Regions from separate parts of the Mus musculus genome. Here all the other regions are linked to region 1. Evidence: chromatin contacts called from public HiChIP or PLAC-seq and promoter capture Hi-C data. All regions are on one chromosome and are shown on one strand. The core of a region is the stretch at or near the end of the contact, and the rest is flanking DNA. Distances in the headings are between cores, read along the strand shown. Region 1 holds the start of Dguok (deoxyguanosine kinase). Region 2 holds the start of Mob1a (MOB kinase activator 1A). Region 3 holds the start of Clec4f (C-type lectin domain family 4, member f).

Region 1 (4,988 bases), core at 1,521-4,020:
GATGCTTAGCGAATGTGAAATGAGTGAAGGGAACCTTCCTGACAGTGTCTGGCAGGGCTGCATCAGCCATATGCATCAACTCCAGCAGATGGCTCACAGCCACCAGGAGCGGGAAAGTGACTCATTCCCCAAGGTAACGGGAGTGAATCCCATTACACAACGGGCCAGGACTTTCCTCCGGCTAGCTCCAGAGCTTGGAAAGACTCTATGGACACCATCAATAGGAACTAATCCCTCTGGGGAGGAGTTACTTTAATGGTGCATTCGATTGTTGATTGTTCTTCCTCGGGCATAGGATGGTGCCCTGATCCTAGAATCCAAAATGTCGCTCTCAGGCTAGTGTTTTGAATCTGTCCCCAGCCTAGGACACTCAGGCCTTCAGGAGATGAGGCATGTCTGGAGGGTAGGTCTGTCTCTAAGGTGGGCCTTAATCCGTTGTCCTGGACTGAAATCCTTTGAATCCAAGAGCCAACAAACCTTTCCTCTCATACCTTGCTTGTGTCAGGTATCATGCTACAGCAACAAGAAAAGTAACTAACCCAGCTCTTGTTTGTTCTATAAAACCCTAGCTTCATGCTGCAGGCTCTTTCTCTTAGGAATTTAGAATAGAACCAAAGAGATTCTGAAAAAAAAAAAATCAGACCAGGTCTTGTGTAGCCCAGGCTTGACTTCAAATTCCTTTTGTAGTTGAAAATACCCTGAACTCTTAATTGCCCTGCTTCTACCTCCAAGGGTGCAGTGATTATTATTATTATCATACCCAGCCTGATTAATTCTTATGAATGGCATAGCATATAATAAGTATAAAAAGGATAAAAAGATCATTATCAATAGTGGCATCAGAGTAACTGGCAGGTAACTAGATAAAGATGGTTTGGTTCATTAATTCACTCTATAAATCCAAAATAAAAAAGAAATAGATAGGCATGATGACCTGCCTTTACTGAGAAGGCTGAGGCAGAAGGACAGCCGGCTAAGCCATCTCTCTAGTCCCATGCTGAGTCATGTGTGTGTGTGTGTGTGTGTGTGTGTGTGTATACACACACACACACACACACACACACACACACACACACACACACACAATAGCTTTCTTCAGACACACTAGAAAAGGGCATCAGATCCCATTACAGATGGTTGTAAGCCAACATATGGTTGCTGACAATTGAACTCCGGCCCTATGGGAGAGCGAGCAGTCGTGCTGTTAACCGCTGAGCAGTCTCTCCAGCTTAATTCATCTCAATAACCATAAACTTCTTTAAGGCAAGGCTTCACACTGTGTCCCAGGCTGACCTGCAGGGCTTGAATTGGCAACACTACTCCTGACTCAGCCTCTCAATTACAATGACCCCGAGGACAGAGAGACTCTCATTCTTTGGGGGACAGGGGCAGTTAAGTATTTCCCAGCTCTGATTTTATACAAGCAAAGAAATGTAATCGGTATTTCTGCACAGTGATGGTTACTGGTGTGTGGCAGTGGCAATGGATAGAATTTAGCGGCTCCGATCTCCACGAGAATCCTACCTAGATTATAGTTGTTGTAGCCAAGGCTAAGTGCAGTGGTCAGAGGACACCTTTCAGGTGGTGGTTCTCTCATTTCACCACGTGGGACCTGAGGATTGTGACCCTGTGGTGAACAGGCTTAGCAGCAAGTGCCTTTAGTCAACTTGCAAGCCCCCTCCTCCTTTTTGAGCTAGTCTCGTACATCCCAAGATGGCCTCCAATGCACTGTGTAGCCAAGGATGACTGAACTTCTGAGCCTCCTACCTCCACCTCTCAAGTTCTAGGATTACAGGCGTGTGCCACCATACTGGAGTTCTCTGCTCCAGATCCAGCCCACAGCTTTGTGTGTGCTAGGCTCCACAGGTCACATCTTTCCAACAACTGCAGGACTGTAGATTTTATGTTTCAGAAAGTCTCTTCCATGCCTCCTCTCCCCTCACTCACTGCATATAGTCCTGTACATGTCTCCTCTCCAGGATTCATTCTTACAGAGCCAATACCATGCTTAATCCAACTCGTTATCCTGATGAGATTCCTCCAAGTGAACATTTACCTATTTAAAGGTCAAAATAAAATGGGGTGTGATAAAATAAATGGTCCAACATTGTGCTGACAGTTACACAGGATGCGAAACATTACTTGTGTAAGTTATTGGATTGTTCCCTTCCTGCTTAAAACAGTCCAGTCTCTTCCTGTAGGCAATAAAGTCCCAAAGTATGGAGGAAGAAGGCATTTATCTTAGGGCCAGTGAGACGGCTCAGCAGGTAAAAACACTAGCTGCCAAGACTGATAGCCTGAGTTTGAGCAGACTCTTATAAGTCGTCCTGACCTCTACAAGTGCGCCATTAATGAGTAAGTAAAATGATACGTAATGAGCATGCTGGAACACACATTGTAGGCTCACCACTTGGGACGGGGAGGCAGGAGGACCAACTGCACTACATGAGACCTTGTCTCAAAATATCAAAATAAATAAGTATAACAAGATTTTTGTTGTTCTGTTTTTCAAGACAGGGTTTCTTTGTGTAGCCCTGACTGTCCTGCGACTCACCCTGTACACCATACTAATATGCAATATACACATATTAATTAAAACGATGAGAGGGCTACGGACGCCTGAACTCTACTTCAGCACACCCTCCTACACCACAACACCGAGACACTCCCACATCGTCCCTGCAAATGTCGCGAGAACAGAGCAGCTCCTGCGGCCTCACCCGCCTAGAGAGCTAAAACCAGCCACTTCCTGCCTGACGGCCCTCTGACGTCAAAGGTGCGCTGGCGTCGCTTGATCGCAGGCGGAAGTGCTCTCGGCGGAAGTGCCCGCCTTGCTCGGCTTGGGTAGGATGGCTGCAGGTCGGTTCCTTCTGCGTCGTCTCCGAGCGTCTTTCCGTTCCCCGCTGCGGAACGCGCTCGTGGACGCGCCACACGCCAGGGCCATGCACGACGGGGGCGGCCCCCGAAGGCTCTGCATTGAAGGCAACATCGGTAAGGGCCAGAAAGTGGCTGTCGAGCCTTGGCCTCCGCCGAGTAGGTGGCTGAGAGGCTGGGAAAAGAAGTTGGCCTCAGATCTGTCCCACCCTGCCCACCTGACCCCTTCTGCTGCCACCGCCCAACCTGCCGGCCGGTTCTGCATGTCAGGCCTTTCTCCCACAGTGCACCGCGGGTTTTGATTTTGGGAGACATTGGGCCCCAGTACCCGCCCACCTACTCACCCACGGGGACGTAATAGCCTGACGCAGGCTTTAGATAGCCCCAGAATTATACTGGTTTACTGGCATGTTTCATTCGCTAGAAATAGATGCGACAGTGTGCCGGTTCTTTTCCTAAAATAGCATCACCAGATTTAGCAAAAATAAAAATAAATGTCCAGTTTACATAGTTTAAGATAATTTTGGTGTGTCACATGCAGTATTTGGGGCATACACTTAAAAAATGAGCCATTGTTTATTTAGACTTTTTTTTTTTTTTTTTTTCCCCTGAGACAAGGTTTCTCTGTGTAGCGTTGACTGTCCTGGAACCCGCTCTGTAGACCAGGCTGGCCTAGAACTCAGAAGAGATCCGCCTGCCCCTTGCCTCCCTTGTGCTGGGATTAAGGGGATGTGGCACCACCGCCTGGCTTAGATCAATTCTTAACAGATTCCATTTTCACTATTTTGCTGTACCCCCATGTTAATTGCACTACAAATTATTATGACAGTGTTCTATTGTTTTGAAACAGTCACTGTGTAGCCCTAGCTGGCTTGGATCTTGCTATTTAGACCAAGCTGGGCTCAAACTCACAGAAAGTTGCCTGCCTGGTTAGGAAGGATCATGCTTCTTAAATTTAGAAATAGATACTTATTATATATTTTGTTATAAGTAACCCAGTATCTTAAAAAACAAAAAAGCAACATGGAAGGAAAATGGCTCAACTCACTGTTGCTGAATTCTGAGGGTACTTAGCTCTGCACAGATGCTGATAATGCTATCAGGTGTGGGCTGCTCAAGACATTCTAGCAGCAAATAGTTTCTCGTTTTATTCATTCAGCAAATCGCCCTTTGAGTGTCTTCTCTGTGCTGGCACTGTTCCTTGACCCTACGGATACAGCCATGACCAGATCAAATAAAAATTCTGCACTTTAATAGGAAGTGATACATAATAAAGCTACAGAAATTAATTAAGCGGGGTAAATAAACAGTGGATGAGCTATTGATGAGTAAGATGAGAGGTTGAGGGTGGTTGTCTGTCTTCCAAATATAGTAATTGCCAAGTACCTCACTGGTGAAGGGATGCTGGATCAATAACCTGAACAGTGTGGGGGAGTGAGCGAGGTGGGCAGCTGACCAACAGTATTCCAGGCAGAGCAAGTCGGAAGGCCTGGGGATAGAATGGTGTGTTCAGTGAGCAGGAGGGAACCCATTCCAGCCAAAGTAGAGTCACCAAGGAGGGCAGTGGAGGAAATGATCAGGTGGATGAAGGAGGACCGGGTTGTGTAGATCCCAAAGACTATCGTGGGTTGTTTTCTTAATTTTAAATTTTACTCTCTTATATATTATATCCCAACGGCAATTTCCTCCTTCCTCTCCTCCCAGCCTCTCCCTCCACTACCCTCCATCCATTCTTGCGTTTCTCATCAGAAAAGGACAGGCCTCCCATGGATAACACCCTGAGACAGGAAGCCATTCAATGGTTTGAGGTGTTGAGAGATGAAAGCATCTCTGCTCAGTGCATAGGAAGTGGAAGGTTTCAGTTAGGAAGCCATTGCAGTATAACAAGCTAAGCTGGACCCCGGTGAAAGTTAGAGTTTAAGGTAGGCCAGGGGGGCCTGGTGATAGATGAGGTGTGTGTTCTGGAGGAGGCCGTGATAACCTCAGTCATCTTTACTGGAACAGCTTGGAAGACTTAGTTTGGATTGTTTTCTAATGTATATTTGTTTACTTAGTTACTTAGTTATTTTATCATGAGATCTTGTGCATGCTAGCCAAATGTTCTGCCACTGAAG
Region 2 (4,988 bases), core at 688-3,187, 180 kb after region 1:
CGTGGGTACTGGATGTACATGGTATACATACATACATACATACATACAAGCAAAACACTCATACTCATAAAATGAAAGTAAATCCTAAACTGGGTATACTGGTATACATCTTTAATCCCAGCACTCTGGAGGGAGAGCGAGGCAGATCTCTGGGAGGTCAGCCTGGTTTACATAGTTAGCTCCAGGACAGCCAGAGCTACATTGTGAAACCCTATCTCAAAAAAAAAAAAAAACCAAACAAGCAAAAAAAAAAAAAAAAAAAAAAAAAAAAAACTAAATAACTAAATAAATCTTTGAAAAATACACTTACATTCTTCTAATGATGCCATCAAAACAGTTAAAATAACGCTGAGGATGGAAGAAGTCACAGATGTAATGAGACACTCATATCCAAAATACATAAAGAATTCTTACAACTGAAACCAAAAAGTCAGACGGACACAACCACTGCACCATATACACACGTGGAAATGTCACAGTGAAACCCATTAATTTGTACAATTAACAGATGCTAACAAAATAAAGAACAATCTGATTTTAAAATAGGAAAAGGATCTCAATAAACTCTATCCACAAATAGTCTGAAAACACAAAATACAGACACAGACACACACACACACACACACACACACACACAAACGATGCTTAACATTGCTGGTCATTGGGAGAATGTAAATCAATAAATTCCACTTCACCCTCAGATCTATCAGTGGTAATTACCAGGCAGGTGTGAACTGAAGAATTCTGAAAACTCAATACAATGAGAATGGGATGTTAAATGCAGTGCAGGCTTTAGAAGGCTTGGCAGTGCCTCAAAGGCTAACATGCAAAAACCTCACTAAGACCCAGGAGATACCATCACACACACATACCCAAAAACCTATAACCAGCTGCTCACAGCAGCGTTATTCAGAATAGCCAAAGAGTGGGAAAAACTGTCCATCGGTTTAAGTTATAAATAAAAACTTCCATTTACCTCACCTGGCTGAAGAGCTATGGACAGTCCACAAGAAGAGTCAGGTTTTTCAGGGACAAGCTCAAATAGACTCATAATGAAATAGTCAGCTCTACACCCAAGTACATACAGACGACACTAACTGGATCCATTACGTATGTATGTTGTATAGACGTAATATAGAATATAGATAAGAGAACATGAATTTGAATGGGAGATGAGAGGGCACTGGAGGAGTTAGAAATGAAAATACGCATCTATTAAGTTCTCAAAAAAAATAAAAACCTTAAAAAAAATTCACATGTGGGCCGAGATGAAAGCACCCACCTTTAATCCCAACATCTAAGAGGGCTCGAGGCCAGCCTGGGCTACATAGCAAGACCATTTCTCAAAACAAAACCCCCACATTTAAAGGAGGCCTGTCCTAGTGGCCGAGGCTGTATCCTGGCTCCTTGGGAAAGCAGAGGCAGGAGGAGTCCAGGTTCAAGCCCCGCCTGGGCTAAGAGAAAAGTCACATTGGAAGGAGCAATGCCCTCTTCCCAAATGCAAACCTGTGGGAAGCCACTGAGAACCTGCGCCTTTCTTTCTCAGCCTGGTCTGGTCACCGAGGCACTGCACATTTTCCTGCGCTAGCCGATCCCGGGGCGGCAGGCCCGGAGCAGCCCTAGGTCGGGCTCCGCCCTCCGCTTGGCCCCTCGGCCCGGCCCTGCCGACCGACACCCGCCCCGCCCCGGCCCGGCCCGGCCCACTCACAAGAGGAAGCTCATCCTCGCTAGCCCGAGGGGCCGTGGCCCCCGCCCCGTCAGACTCGGCGCCGCCGCGGGCACCGGGAGGCAGAGGACGGTCCGCGGCTCTACAGGGCTGCCGAAGCTTCACGGCCCGGGTTTGGTACCGAGTTCCAGCCGCCGCGACCAAGCACCGACCGCGGGCTCCTCCGCGCTGCCTCCCACAGCTCCGCGAGCCAAAATGCGGAACCAAGAGGATCTCGCGAGACCGGGCTTCTTCCCGTCCCGCTGAGCTTCACCCTGCCCCTTCCTGAGCTCAGCCAATCAGTATTCTGTGGGCACGGGAGGGAAATGGGGCCAACTAGGCGCCGCTGTCAACTGTTCCGTGGCCGAGGGACGTCTGCCAGCGCTACTTGGTGACTGTTTCGCTATTTAGAAAAACTTGATGTCTTCTCCTAAAGGAATGCTATTCTGGCCACCTCGCCTGTTGATGGACACCTGGGAGGTTTCTACACACACACTGTAACGCTGCTATGAATGTCCATGTGCATGTTCCGTGTGGGAGGATATGTTGACACCAGGTGACACTATGGTAGAATGAAGAAAAGAGGGGGGAGAAAAAAAACCTGTGGAAATAAATGAAACTGCAGATGCGCAGTGGCAAAGATCCAGTATTTTGCCGGTGGTTTAAAACCATTTGAATGCCACCTGTCACATTAATGTCATCAATTTTATTTTATCAACTTTTGGGTTCCTGTTTGTTTGCGTGTTGTTCCTTGGTTGAGACAGGATCTCAGGTGTTCCAGGCTGCCCAGGCTGGTTTAAAGTTTACTATGTCGCCAAGGATGACCCTGACCTCCTGACCGTCCTGCGTCTGCTTCCCAGGTGCGGGAATTACAGGCTTGAGCTACCACCTGCCTCCTTCTATTAACTTTTTAAACCACCTTTTATACATTTGTATTTATTAGTGTGGTATGTAGTAGTAGCTGGTTCTCCTTTTCTACCTTGATGGGGGGGGGGGCAGCCTAGGTTATCAGGATTATTCAGTAAGCTTTTTCTTTTCTTTCTTTCCTTTTTTTCACTAACTTCTGTAAATTTGTATGTGATTTAGAGTATGTGCCTTGATATATTTTTTGAATCTTTTGTTTGTTTGTTTTTGGTTTTGTTTTTTGTTGGTTTTTTTTGTTTGTTTGTTTTCCTGGTTTTTTGAGACAGGGTCTCTATGTAGTCCTGCTGTCCTGGAACTTGTTTTGTAGATCAGGCTGGCCTCGAACTAACAGATATCTTCCTGCCTCTGCCTCTTGTCCTTTTATTTGTTTATTTTTTTCATAAGTATATTTTTAAATAACATATTATTAAGGTTTGAGTCTGTGTCCTTATGTTTATATCAAGTCAGGACAAGCATGATGATACACAGCTTCTTTAATCCCAGCACTGGGAGGTAGAGGCAGATGGGTCTTTGTGAGTTCATGGCCAGCTTGGTCTGCATAGCATGTTCTAGGACAGCCATGACTACATAGAAAGACTCTCAAAAATTATATGTGTGTGTGTATGTATGTGTGTGTATGTATATATATATATATATGTATATGTGTGTATACATATATGACATTATATGTATACACACACATATATATATATATGTATATAACTATAAAAATATGATGTGAGAGGCTTGATTAAGAGCACTTAATACCTGTATAGTATAGTACCTGAGTTCAGGGTCCAGCATGCACACTGTCTGTAACTATCTGTAACTTCATTTCCAGAGCATCTAACACTCTCTTCTGACCTCCACGGGCATCAGGCATACATGCATGTCACATGCATGTAAGCTGGCAAAACACTTATAAAATAAAAAAAAATCTTCTTTTAAAAAGGAAAAAAATGCTGGGTGTGGTGGTGCACGCCTTTAATCCCAGCACTCGGGAGGCAGAGACAGGCAGATTTCTGAGTTCGAGGCCAGCCTGGTCTACAAAGTGAGTTCCAGGACAGCCAGGGCTACACAGAGAAACCCTGTTTCAGAAAAAAAAAAAAAAAAAAAAAAAAAAAGCAGACTAAATGAACTCCAGGTTTGTTGTTTGTTTGGGGCTTTTTTCCATCTTTTAATGAAATGATTCTTAAAATTGTAGAATTATTAAATCTATGAGGAAAAAACTTATTAAAGACACTTCTCCATATGTCCAGCTTTAGGGAGAGAAAGCCTTAGGGATTAAGGTGTAAATCTTTGGTCAATATTTAAAGAGGATATCAATACAATCCTCTAAGGAGTCAAAGATAAGGTTTCCCAGTGAGTAAGGGGCAGGGCAATTTGGTCTCCACCAGAACAGACAGCAGCCAAACACACACTGGGGTGCTTTGCTCACTCTGGCTCAGCAGGATCAAGAGATAGCGTCATACGATCTGGTTATAGCAGATGTGGGAAACAGAAGGTAAGCGGCAGCTCAGAGGGCCTTCTTGTTCCCCCCTCTTCTGGGCTGCTCCCCTCCCCCACCCCCAATCTTCCTTCAGTTCCCCTTTTGAGCTTCCTTAGGCAAAATTGGCCACCGTGACTTTTTATTCTGTGTAAGCATCCTACACCCTCATCTGCAGAACTCCAGCTTGTCCCTACCTTCTCGCACACAGAGCCTCTTCCCCTTGCTGCGGACACTTCAGGTCCTGCCTTTCCCAGACAGCGGATCCCCCTCACAGGTGAGGGAAGAAAGACATTAGAAGCTCTGAGCTGTTCCTGTTCCGTGTCTCAGGTTGAGGACTGTGAAAGAGAAATCTCAGTGTGTCAGAAACAAAAACCTGCTCCTGGCATATGGAAGTTTTATTCTGAAAATGACTTAAAGTCCCTGGTCAGAGCTATAGACAAAACAAGGCCTCTTTCCTTCTGGGGCTTACAGTGGGTTACACAAGGTAGGTATGTAGGTGTGTCTTTCCTTTAGGCAGATCTCCTGTAACCTGGGCTGATCTCTAGTTTGCCGTGTAAAGCACGGGCAGAGTGGCTCATGCTTTTAATCTCAGCACTTGGAGGCAGAGAGACAAGCAGATCTCTGTGAGTTTAAGGCCAGCAGGTTATATAATGAGATTCTATCTCAAAAAAAAAAAAAAAAAAAAAAAAAAACCCCATAACACGGGCTTAGTAGGTACCTGAGGATGTCCTTGAATTTCTGATCCTCCTGCCTACACCTCTCAAGTGTTAGGACTTCAGGCCTGCAAGGTTTTATGCAAAGATGGGAACAGAGCCCAGGGCTTCATGCATGTTAGGCAAGCACTTCCTGGTTGAGATACTCCCTGAGCCCTCAGTAATTTCAAACCATGGC
Region 3 (4,988 bases), core at 816-3,315, 150 kb before region 1:
TTCTCATTCAAACCACCACACAATGCCAGGCCCAAAGCAGTGTTTGTTCTCTTGGAAGAATGTTATAGGTCTCATCCAGAAGAAGTACTTTGGACCCAGTCTTCTCGATTTCTTTAAAATTAGTTCTGAGAACCTGGAGATATCACCTGAATGGCTATAATTGCTGATGATGAAGTCTTTATGGGAGGTTCTCAACCTGTGCATCCCGACCCCTATGGCAAGCCTCTATCTCCAAAAGTATCTATATTGTGATCCATGACAATAGCAAAATTACAGTTATGAAGTAGCAACAATAGTTTTATGGCTGGGGTCACCACCACCTGAGGACCTGCATTAAAGGGTCGCGCACAGCACTGGGAAGGCTGAGAACCATTGGCTTAGATGAAGGTGGACTCTGATTTGTATTCCCTGACTGCTCTCCTGACACCAAGCTGGGTTCCCCTGACATCCTTTCTGTCAAACAGCAGCTGTGCACCCATCATTTGATCGTTCTGATGCTAACTCCCAGATAGCAGAGACCTCACAGTCTGAGAGTTCTGAGAGTCTCTTACAAGACTGTCCCCACTTCAGAGATCTGTGACTAGTAGGTTGCCAAGCAACCCATTCTTCTGTCTGTCTTACAGCCAATGCCATGACATTCAGCTTTGATGGTTCCCTAGAACAAACCATCGAACTACATGCAAACACTGGGTAGACTATTCAGAGTTTGTTGGAAGGGATAGCCTGAGCCAATGGAAAGATATAAAGCAAGGTTTAGCAGCTCCTGAGCACCATACTTCTGTGTCTCAGGAGTCAGGGTGAGATTGAGCCTTCTGTATTTTCTTGCTCAAGTTTGTTGTTTGAGAGAGACAGGGTCAGCTGAGTATGACGTTGAACTTCTGATCTTTTCCTGTCTCTGTCTCCTGAGTTGTATAGTCACGGGCATGTACCCCATATCTTGTTTAAAGACTGCCTGGGATGGAAGCCAGGGCCTTATGTGTGTAAGACAAGTGATTTACCAACTGAGCTACAGCTCAAACCCTACCTTGCTTAGGATTCTTGTGACTTCCTGTGAAGTCCTTCTCACAGGGATGTCTGAGAGTAGGGGAGGGGGGGGTGGAGGTTTCTAATCAATGTGGCCTTTCTGGAACTGGTGGCCATCCCAGAAAGGACCTGAGTCATCTCACCAAAAGAACCCAGGTGTGCTCAGAGGGAATTCATTATGATAACCAAGGATTATCGTCACTCAGGAGTTAGGCTTGCAGGAACTTTGACCTAGGACACAGCCAACAATCACATATAAAGTCTGTCAGGGCCTTTCTGGTGACCTGTCTGTAAAGTTCTGAGGTTTGGACTGGCCAGGCTCCCGGTCTTTGCCTCCCCCTACAAATTCTCCCACCTCGTGCACTGTTTTTGTTTGTTTGGTTTTTGAGACAGGGTCTCACTATGTGGCTCTGACTGGCCTAGAACTCACTATGTACACCAGCTTGGCCTCAAACTCAGAGAGATCAACCTGCCTCTGCCTCCCAGGTGCTGGGATTAAAGCTGTGTGCTACCTCAAGCCTGATGAAAATCAGAGGCCAGTGCTGGGCATCTTCCCTTATCTCTTCCCACCTTTATTAAAAAAGAGCTAATTGATTCAGTGAGGCAGCCTGGCTAGAAAGCTGTAAGGATCTTCCTACCTCCACCTCCCAACACTGTGACTACAGGCACATGCTGCTGTGCCCAGTTTTTGATGTGGGTGGTGCTGGGGAGCCAAACTCTGGTCTTCATGCTTAGCGCTTCATGCTTCAAGCGCTTCACTGTCTGAGCCATCTCCTCAGCCTCTCAAGAATGTTTCCCCTGTAAAGTTGACAGTCCCCTTCTTAGGGGCAGATTGCAGACCCTGCTGAAGGGGGTTGGGTGGTGTGTGGCTCTGAGGCAGAGGCTGGCATGGAGCCAGGGGCAGAGGGGGAAAGGGCTGTTGGGCTCTTGGCCTCTGTAACTCCAAGAGGAGGAGGGGCCAGTGGTAACATTGGATTTCTGCAGAGTCAGAGGGAGGAGGCAGGTTTGGGAAGTTGTCCTGACCTCAGGAGAACATAGATCAGGCTCCCACTGTGTTTCAGGCTCTCACTACTGTGGGCTTGCAGGACAGGCTTTAGGAACCAGTGGCAAGAACGGTGCAGGAGGATGAAGGAGGCCGAGCTGAACAGAGATATGGCTAGATATTGCACAGACAACCAGTGTGTCTCCCTACAGCCCCAAGGTAAGAATATTTAGGTAAGAATATTGCCTATACCCTGCCCTCTGAGCCCATCTTTGCCAGCCCAGAGATTTGTATCATCCCTGCCTTGGTTCCATAGTAAATAGATGGGTCAGAATAAACAGGTCGGCAGAGGACCAGAACTCTGAGCACCCCAGGCTCTATATGAAACCTCCAAGAGCCCCTCCACTGGGTACAGTAACCCGATGTCAGGAAAAATGTGCACTTGGAGTTCAGATGGGCCTGGTTTTGAACCCCGGCTTTGCCCTCCACCTAGCCCGTGCACCCTCTGGAGCTGGTGCTCTCCGAGATCATTAGTGGGTGCATCCCTGGCTAGTAACCAATTTCCCAGAAGGCCCTAGACATGCGTCCAGGGCAACATGTCAAGCTCTGTGGAAGGCTCCAGGGATGAAACCATCCACCCCAGGGACACTAATGCTTGATGTGGTCAGGCTTGTTAACAGAATGGGGACCTGTGGTCTGGACCCCTGCTATGTACCTTCTTTCCACCTGCTTTCAGCCTTCACTTTCTTCTTTCTTTATGATCGCACCCACAGCAACGCTTTCTCTGGGACGGGTTTCATGTCTAGGACACCACTGCAGCCTCTGTGGGTTGTGAGCCCCATACCTTTGGCTGTTACCTGTCCTGAGAGAATGCTTTCTTTCCCTGTGAGAAGCATGGCAGTTGTTCTCATCTCTAACGGACAAGTCAGGGGACTGTGTCAAGACCGACAGTCCTGGCTCTCCCTGCACTCTTACCCTGAGTCTTGGCTTCTCCCCTGCAGGACTGGGGCCTAAGTCAGCTGCTCTCATGGCTCCCAGGACCCTGCGGCACGTCCAGGTCATTCTGGCATTAATGGTGGTGACTGTGATCTTTTCTCTCCTTGCTCTTTTTGTGGTGGGTAAGTTCTCGGGTGACTTTAGCCACAACTCACTCTCCCTCTGTGCAAAGGTCCCAAGAGACCCAGATGGCAGTCTTCTGGACATTTCTGCTCTCTGAAGTAACATTTTGCCACCAACCTAGGCCCAGACCTGGAGTCAACAGAGCCCACTGGGCTGTGAGATGGCTCTCGAGAATGGAGGCTTCTGGGAAGGGGGGCAGGCTTGATGCTCCTCTCTTTCTGGAACCCAGCTTGTGTGGGAAGTCTATTATGTCAGGGCTATGGATTGAGCTGACCCAGGAATGGCATTCTCAGCTTCACAGCCTTGGAGACCTGAGTGGAATAAAGAGCCTCCCTCCCTCCTGCTTCGGGGAAGCAACAACTCTGGACACGACAGTGAGTAGTTCCAGTGAGGACGCGCCTCAGGGAGCTGGCTGTGGGGTGTGGGGCACAGACTCTGCTGCAGCTTCTCTTCCAGCTCCTGTTCCCACGCCGAGCTTCAGCTCCCACCTTCCTCCTAAAACATATTGTAAACTTATTTTTTGATACAGGATCTCATACAATCCAGGTTGGTTTCAAACTAAAAAGCCAAGAATCACCTTAAATGTCTGACCCTTCCTGCCTCCGTTTCTATAATGCTAGGTGTGTGGCACCATGCCCAGGTAATGTGGTACTGAGGATTGAACCCATAACCTCATGCAAACGAAACAAGTGTTCTATCAAATGAGCTGTATCTCTAAACCCCAAATTGTCCCATTTTTCAGCACAGCTTTATTGAGGTCCAGCTGCCGTAAACATTGGGCATATTTAAATTGCACAATCTGATAAATCCCTGTGGAGTGTGTTCCTGAAACCATCTCTACAGTCAGGCTGAGGAGCCAGCTCACCATCCCCTCCCCAGGGTTTGCTTGCAGCCATTGGTGATCTCTCGCATCCCCTCCTGACTTCAACCTCACTTGTCATGGTGAAGAGCAGTTTTCTTATAGAGTTTCATATGAAAAAGGATTTAAAAATAAGCATGTTCTTTTTCAGTCGTTTTTCATCCACGTGATCTGAGAAAAATATTCTTAGTAGTGTTGAGAATTGAACCCAGGCCAGAGTTTCTGTTGTTCCTGCTCATGTGTGTTTGTGTGTGTGTGTGTGTGTGTGTGTGTGTGTGTGTGTGTGTATGTGTAGCAAGCAGCTAGCTAGCCTGCCTGCATTCTTGCGTGGTCCATCCCCAGAGCCTACTAGCTTCAGGGACCAGCTGGCTGCCCTAGGATCACTCAAAGCTGTGTGTGGAGGAGTCTCTAATGTATCACAATGCTGCAACAGATAAATTATAGAGGCAACTGAAGGAAGAGTTTATCTTGGCTCACAGTTTGAAGGCACAGTTCATCATGGCCAGAAGTCGTGGAACCAGGAACTTGAGGTAGTTGATCACATTGTGTTAACAGTCAGGAAGCAGAGAGCTATGACACTAGTGCTCAGCTGTGTGTGTGTGTGTGTGTGTGTGTGTGTGTGTGTGTGTGTGTAAAAGCTTTTCCTCCTTTTCATTCAGTCTAGGACTCCTAGCCCTTAGGATGGTGAAGCCCACATTCATGGTGGGTCTTTTCTGCTCAGTTGAATCTCCCTGGAAACTATCTTATACCCAGAGGTTTGTCTTCTGGGTAATTCTAGGTCCTTCCCAGTTGACAGTGTGACTACCCTACCCAGGGACATTAAGGAATGTTCTGATTTGCCACCTGAGCTTCCCCACTTAACAGGCCTCTATTGCACCTTCTGTTTCCTCTTTTCAGATCATTCCCAATTTGTCAGGGAGACAGAAATGCAAGTGGCTATCCAGAGGCTTAGGGACTATGAGGAGAATTCTAGCAGCTGTCACAAGGAGGTACAGATACTGAAGT

What was found. Promoter capture Hi-C pulls out the DNA fragments that hold promoters and counts their contacts. HiChIP or PLAC-seq counts read pairs in DNA pulled down with a chosen protein or histone mark.
Region 2: an H3K27ac HiChIP or PLAC-seq map of regulatory T cells shows a contact between it and region 1, with 5 times the contacts expected there. The contact joins the promoter of Mob1a here to the promoter of Dguok in region 1. A contact is called at or near these places in 23 of 39 promoter capture datasets (the 3T3-L1 cell line, 3T3-L1-derived adipocytes, the C10 cell line and 16 more), 3 of 15 datasets of contacts at CTCF or cohesin (CD8 T cells, the NIH/3T3 cell line and large pre-B cells), 20 of 484 Hi-C or Micro-C datasets (B cells, CD4 T cells, CD8 T cells and 12 more), 47 of 115 datasets of contacts at active chromatin or transcription factors (the 230-238 cell line, CD8 T cells, DN3 thymocytes and 33 more) and 4 of 9 other capture datasets (adipose tissue, embryonic stem cells, liver and 1 more).
Region 3: a contact with region 1 is called in a promoter capture Hi-C map of liver, with 4 times the contacts expected there. The contact joins the promoter of Clec4f here to the promoter of Dguok in region 1. A contact is called at or near these places in 4 of 39 promoter capture datasets (cranial neural crest, liver, macrophages and 1 more), 3 of 484 Hi-C or Micro-C datasets (the N1E-115 cell line, embryonic stem cells and trophoblast stem cells), 2 of 115 datasets of contacts at active chromatin or transcription factors (embryonic stem cells and memory CD8 T cells) and 1 of 9 other capture datasets (adipose tissue).

What each region holds. Positions count from the first base shown.
Region 1 is chr6:83,504,751-83,509,738 of GRCm38.p6, reverse strand. It overlaps Dguok (deoxyguanosine kinase), which reads left to right and starts at 2,770. Exons shown (of 7, transcript NM_013764.2): 1 at 2,770-2,991. The coding sequence starts at 2,850.
Region 2 is chr6:83,322,988-83,327,975 of GRCm38.p6, reverse strand. It overlaps Mob1a (MOB kinase activator 1A), which reads right to left and starts at 1,937. Exons shown (of 6, transcript NM_145571.2): 1 at 1,709-1,937. The coding sequence starts at 1,722. It also overlaps a transcript of Mthfd2 not described here.
Region 3 is chr6:83,653,193-83,658,180 of GRCm38.p6, reverse strand. It overlaps Clec4f (C-type lectin domain family 4, member f), which reads left to right and starts at 2,065. Exons shown (of 7, transcript NM_016751.3): 1 at 2,065-2,224; 2 at 3,007-3,123; 3 at 3,418-3,498; 4 at 4,881-4,988. The coding sequence starts at 2,149.